Linked DNA regions of Mus musculus: region 1 is linked to region 2. Evidence: chromatin contacts called from public Hi-C data. All regions are on one chromosome and are shown on one strand. Each heading gives the region's core, a stretch centred on a gene start, on an enhancer-like site or on the middle of the called end of the contact. The rest is flanking DNA. Distances are from core to core; before and after follow the strand shown.

What was found. Hi-C and Micro-C count contacts between places; a contact is called where the count stands out from the background.
Region 1: a contact with region 2 is called in a Hi-C map of cerebral cortex, with 4 times the contacts expected there. The contact joins two enhancer-like sites. A contact is called at or near these places in 1 of 484 Hi-C or Micro-C datasets (cerebral cortex), 8 of 115 datasets of contacts at active chromatin or transcription factors (craniofacial prominence, embryonic forebrain, embryonic hindbrain and 4 more) and 1 of 9 other capture datasets (embryonic stem cells).

Annotation. Positions count from the first base shown.
Region 1 is chr15:36,965,635-36,968,425 of GRCm38.p6, reverse strand. No RefSeq gene overlaps it. Among named protein-coding and RNA genes, the nearest start is that of Gm34590, 29 kb to the right of the region's middle. Within about 2 kb of position 1,280, at least 150 of the 459 cell types and tissues checked have an H3K27ac peak or open chromatin away from gene starts, as enhancers often do. A contact at or near this core is called in cerebral cortex and forebrain, where this site is marked.
Region 2 is chr15:36,741,342-36,744,147 of GRCm38.p6, reverse strand. No RefSeq gene overlaps it. Among named protein-coding and RNA genes, the nearest start is that of Gm41297, 14 kb to the right of the region's middle. Within about 2 kb of position 1,292, at least 40 of the 459 cell types and tissues checked have an H3K27ac peak or open chromatin away from gene starts, as enhancers often do. A contact at or near this core is called in cerebral cortex and forebrain, where this site is marked.

The DNA.
Region 1 (2,791 bases), core at 31-2,530, 220 kb before region 2:
GGAGGAAAGACTTACAACAATGCCCATTTTGAAGTATTTTCTTGTGTTATTAGTACCTTGTACTTTTCCATGTTATCAAACATGATTGCAGCCAAAGTCCAAGAAGGCTACACAACGATTACCCTGCCTCTTCCAATGATGGAGAAATTGACACCTGAAAAGACTAACTCATTCAAGGTCAGACGCAGCAGTCGAATCCGCTGCAGCATCCTTCTGAAAGGGCAGCCTGCACAGCTTGTCTCCCCATGGCTGGCAGCAACGGCGCCACTCAGACTGCTACATGCATGGCTATTCAGGAGCCGCTCATCTGCTGCACGCTGAATCCTCTGACGTGTGTTTCACCATATTATAACCATGCCCTTCATTTGCAAACATTTCCGCCTGGCTGTGCCTATGAGCTGCAGAGCCATCGGGTTCGAGAGTCTACTCGATGCTAACACAGCCTCCCATTGTGCAGCCTACTTCTCTGCAGCTTCTCCTGGCAGAGGCAGAATGCTGACCCCCTGGCACCGCTGAGTGCTTTCCCTCATCAGTCTGAGATGCTGGAGTGGGTGTCTCACTATAGAGCCCCATCTCCAAAGGCACGGAGTGTGCATTAGCATGGTCTCCTTGGGAGAGGGTTATTTTTGTCTCTCGTCTTCAGGGATTGGTCCAAAATAGGGGAGGCAAGTATCAGGAGTACAGGAAGAATCAATGTCTCCAGCTCAGCAGAGAGCTGCTCAGAATCGTATTGTTACCATCTCCGCTATCACCCGGTGCCCCTGCAGCCCCAGAGTTCAGATCTAGTGGAAGGGAGCTACTCTTGGGCACAGCACCGAGCCCAGTACTGGGATCTTTCTGTGAGATTTCTCACCACACATTCCACGAGACAGACCTCGTTGCCATAGTTACCGGAGGATCACATGATAGCCTGGTTACTTAGATGTGTAGGAGAACAGATGAAACTGAGGGGGGCTTGGCGCAGCCTCGATGCTTCGCCTCCTAGCTGCGTGCGCATCCTTAGCCAGGCTCCAGGACCTGCCCCACTTACCACTTGCCTGCTCTAGGGGTTAATGGCCACATCATACATTGCTTTCACAATGAGATCGTGCCAAACGTCCCTCAAGGTCCTCTAGTTTCAGGAACCTTCTCTCTCTTCCTAGCCCCTTCCTTCCCTATCCCCTCTGCCCTGCAGAGGTGCTATAATTAAATAGCTGAGTGTGTGTGGCAGGGCCGGGGGTGCGGAAGAGCATGCAGCCCACAGCACTTGGATAACCTCTTCTCTAAACTCTGAGGCTGGCATGAGTCAGGGATTTAGAAGCTGTGATACAGCAGGACACGATGCTTAACGGGGGTGGAGAGGGAGTATGGATTTGTCCTGATGCTGAAGGGACTAGGTGGGGGGAGGGGGAGATCTCGCTTTCCTGAGCACAGGCAGAATGTGGGTAGGGTGGTGTGGATGGACCCTCAGCCTCAGAATTCTGGTAATGGTTACACTCTGAGCATCTCTAATGAGGAGTGGTGGCTACGGCACCCTGACAGTTCCTTCCTATAGAAAGGCCATGCCCGGGCAAAGCTTTTGGAGGGGGAAGCTCTGCTTTTCTCCTGGCCTTCTCTCTTCCCTCTGGCCTTGTGACCAGTTAGGGCATAGTCACATGTCAGCCTGCTGTGAGAGGTTGGTGAGTGGGCCCACCTAACAGCAGCATCTGCACAGTTCCCAGCACATCTGTGGGCCCAGCTCACACAGTGTCTTTCCAACTCATCCAACTCTCCTTGGCCAGCGTCTATAGATGGACCCAGGCCAGGAGAGTTAGCCAAGGCTCAGCCTGAAAGGAATTCTGTCCTGGCAGTGCTAGGTGATTCAAAGAACATTTTTTGGGTCCCTGCCTCAGAAAGCAAAGTATATTTAGAGGAGAAGAGTCAAATAACTTCGCAAATGTAACTAGATTTACAGGATTCACAGAACAAGGGCTGTAGTGACAAGAAGAGATTACTCTAAAGTGGACAAAGGAAGATGGAACCTCAGATCTCAGAGGTTTGTGAGACTGTCGAGTCAAGTGCAAAATATAATAGAATTTCTGAAGTTTTTCTAGCATAACTTTTAGTAAGATATGCTTCTGTCTTCCCTTTTATATGTATTAAATGTACACAAGTCTATCAGGTAGGACCAGACTGGGATAAGATTAATATACAAGCCGGGCAGTGGTGGCGCACGCCTTTAATCCCAGAACTCGGGAGGCAGAGGCAGGTGGATTTCTGAGTTTGAGGCCAGCCTGGTCTACAAAGTGAGTTCCATGATAGCCAAGGCTACACAAAGAAACCCAGTTTCAAAAAAACAAAACAAAAGATTAATATACAAGATGACAATGACTTAAACGAGAGTTTATGTCACCTAAGTGGAGCCTGGTAGTGAGCTGCCCAGAGCTGGTACGCTGTCTTCTCTGATGCTCTGACACCAACGTGTGGTTTCTGCTTCCTTATCTAAGGTGACTCTTGTGGTCCAGACAGTATGTCTGCATTCTGGGCAGCAGCAGCAGGAAACAGCTGCACACCTTCAGACAGGGACACTTGTGAAAAGTGGAAAATCTCACAGAAAGATCCCAGTGCTGGGCTTGGTGCTCTTCTCAGGCATTTCCACAGGGCAGAACTGATTTTTACGGACACAGCTAGCTGCAAAGGTTTCTGAGAAATGTAGTCTATTCTGATATGCCTTGTATCCACTGGGGAATGCCACACCAAGGAACTAGGAAAAAAGGGACCACGGGATGTTTTTACCACCGAATTGGTAGATTGGCCCATGAGTGTACTTACA
Region 2 (2,806 bases), core at 43-2,542:
GGAACAAGAGATTAAGACTTGACCAGAGACCCAGAGAAGGTTGGACACAGTAGCGGGAACAATCCGTGTATGTGGCAATGAAGAAACACTACGAAGTTGTCTTGTCTGATGGTGTGAGCAGAGGCAGTCCCCAACCATAACTCAGACAATAAGTAACTGAGGGTAGGGTAGTGGATGGGGGAGGGGATGAGAAAGAGGTCAGGCCACGGCCGCAGTGGGAGTGGACTGTGGAGATCTCAGGAGACAGGACAGAGGAGCAAGGCACTGGATAAGAAAACCTTCAGAACTTTCCATGCTAACTAGCTGAGCACAAGTTGCCTTGATAGCACAGGTCCCCTCGGGTGGAAGGTGAACTCACTCTGGATGTAGTTCTTTGTCTTGACATGAACCCTAAACTCTCCCAAGGCTGAGGATTTACGCCAGATTTCCTCAGTTTCATCTCAGGGCCCAAATAAAACCAAAGAGTTTTATTTTTGTTTTGTTTGTTTTGAGACAGGATCTCATTTTGCAGCACAGGCTCACCTGGAACTCTGGAATCTCCCTCAGCTTCCAGAGTGATGGGATTCTAAACATGGCTCCCCATACCGTGAGTTACCATGTGCTTTAGGGGGGAAGAATCTGAGACCTGAGGGACTTCGGAGACTTTCCGGAATCGCACAGCTGACAGATAGCAGACCTGAACTTTTCACTCAAACCACTGAACTCCTTAGATCCTTGGGTCTTTCCAGTTTAGATTGCCCTGAGTTTTCTGGTACTGAGAATACAGATCACAAGCCACTGCAGACATACAGCAAGGTTTGGCTGAAATCCAAATAAATGGCAAATGAATCCAAATAAATGGCTATACAGAATCCTTCCACCCTGCACAGACATTGACATCATCCAGGGAGCTTGAAAAAGGACTGTTGGCCCAGGGCTCCAGCATATCGCTGAAATCAGAATCCAGGGCTGACAGGTATCATCCAGTTTAAAACTCCCAGATGATGTTAGCATGCAGGCAGACTGTGAATCACAGAGCTGGAGCCTTGCACACAACAGGTCAGTCCTTGCCATGACAGGCCTCAGCCATCTTGAGTGGCATGCCATCTGTGTGGTCCACAGGTCCTTCTGTGCTCGCCGCATTGGCAGGCAGCTCTTGCCCGCCCTCTCCCCCTCATTGCCATATTGCCTCTTGATTTGGTCTTCAGACTTTTGGTGATGACTAATTAATCCTTCCGGAAGCATCCAAGAAGACCTACTTGTGGGTGAACCATCTGGAGTTCCTCTCTCTGGACTTGGCCTCTGGGGAAAAAGAGGAGGGAGAGTGGGAGGTGACTCATCCTTCAGATGAAATGCTGCCATTGTGCCTCCAAAGGAAGACTGTGGTCTCAGGGGTTCTAGCTTTCTTCCTGGCTTTTCAATGGCTCTAGATGGGACATTTTCTCGTCTGTACACTCATGTCCACATTTGACTTGTAGCCAGGAAGGCAGAGACACTCCAGGTTACCTCTGTTATTTTTCACAAAGTGAACTTGGTTGATCTTCAATGATGTGTGTCTGTAAAGTGCTCACATGGCTTCTTTTCTAACAGTATTCTCTTTTGTAAATGGGGTGGTTAGGGTGGAAAGCACGGAGTCACCAACTACGTAGTAAACACTTGCTTAAGATGGAGAAAGTTTGGTCACCCTGCCCGAGTCCCCTTTCACTCCATCTCAAAAAGGAAAATAAGGGCTGAAGAGATGGCTCAGCAGGTAAGAGCACCGACTGCTCTTCCAGAGGTCCTGAGTTCAATTCCCAGCAACTACATGGTGGCTCATAACCATCTGTAATGGGATCTGATGCCCTCTTCTGGTGTGTGCCTGAAGATAGCTACAGTGTACTCATATAAATAACAATAAAGAAATAATATTTTTAAAAAAGAAAACAAATGAAGGATGGCTACAGACAGAGACACGCTCTCCATGGACCAGTGCCTCAGCCCCTCCTCATGGAGCTCATACCTACAGCCCAAGATTCATGGATATTTACTACAGATTGGCAAACCCCTGTCTCAAGTGAAGTGTGTTTCTGCTCTTAACTCACAGCCAGCATTGGCCTGAAGACAGTCTTTCTCTCTCTCTCTTCCTCTCTCTTTCTCTCTCTCTCTCTCTCTCTCTCTCTCTCTCTCTCTCTCTCTCTCTGTGTGTGTGTGTGTGTGCGTGTATCAGACAGACAGATAGAGTGAGTCTAGAGTTGAATGGGTGGGGAGGTGGGGAAGATCTGGGAATAAATGAGGGAGAGAACTCCTACCACAATATACCATATTCAAACAAACAAACAAAAAACCCTACTATTTTTAAAACAAATTTTAAAAAACCATGAAGCCAAGAAAAAGCAAGGAAGAGGGCTGGAGAAACGGCTCAGTGGTTAAAAGCACTGATTGAGCTTCCAGAGGACCTGGGATCAACTCCCAGCCGCCACATGGCAGCTCACAACTGTCTGTAACTCCAAGATCTGACACCCACACACAAACTTGCATGCAGGCAAAACACCAATGCACATAAAAAAATAAATATTAAAAAAGAAAAGAAACTGAAAGAAAAAGCAAGGAATGGGCAATAAACTGTGGGACTGGGCTTGGGTGGAGCTAGCCTACACAAAATTCAGTGTCAAAACCTCAGCCCAGCAAGGAGAGGCTTTCAAGAGAGTCATCAGAATTCCCCAGCGAGATCCTAAACGTGCAATTGCTGGATCCATGGTGTGGTTCCCACCAGATGAATAGGCCCAGGAACCTGCATGTCTACCAAGCTCCTAGCTGCCTATAATTCAGCCTTCAGAGGCAGGGAGGG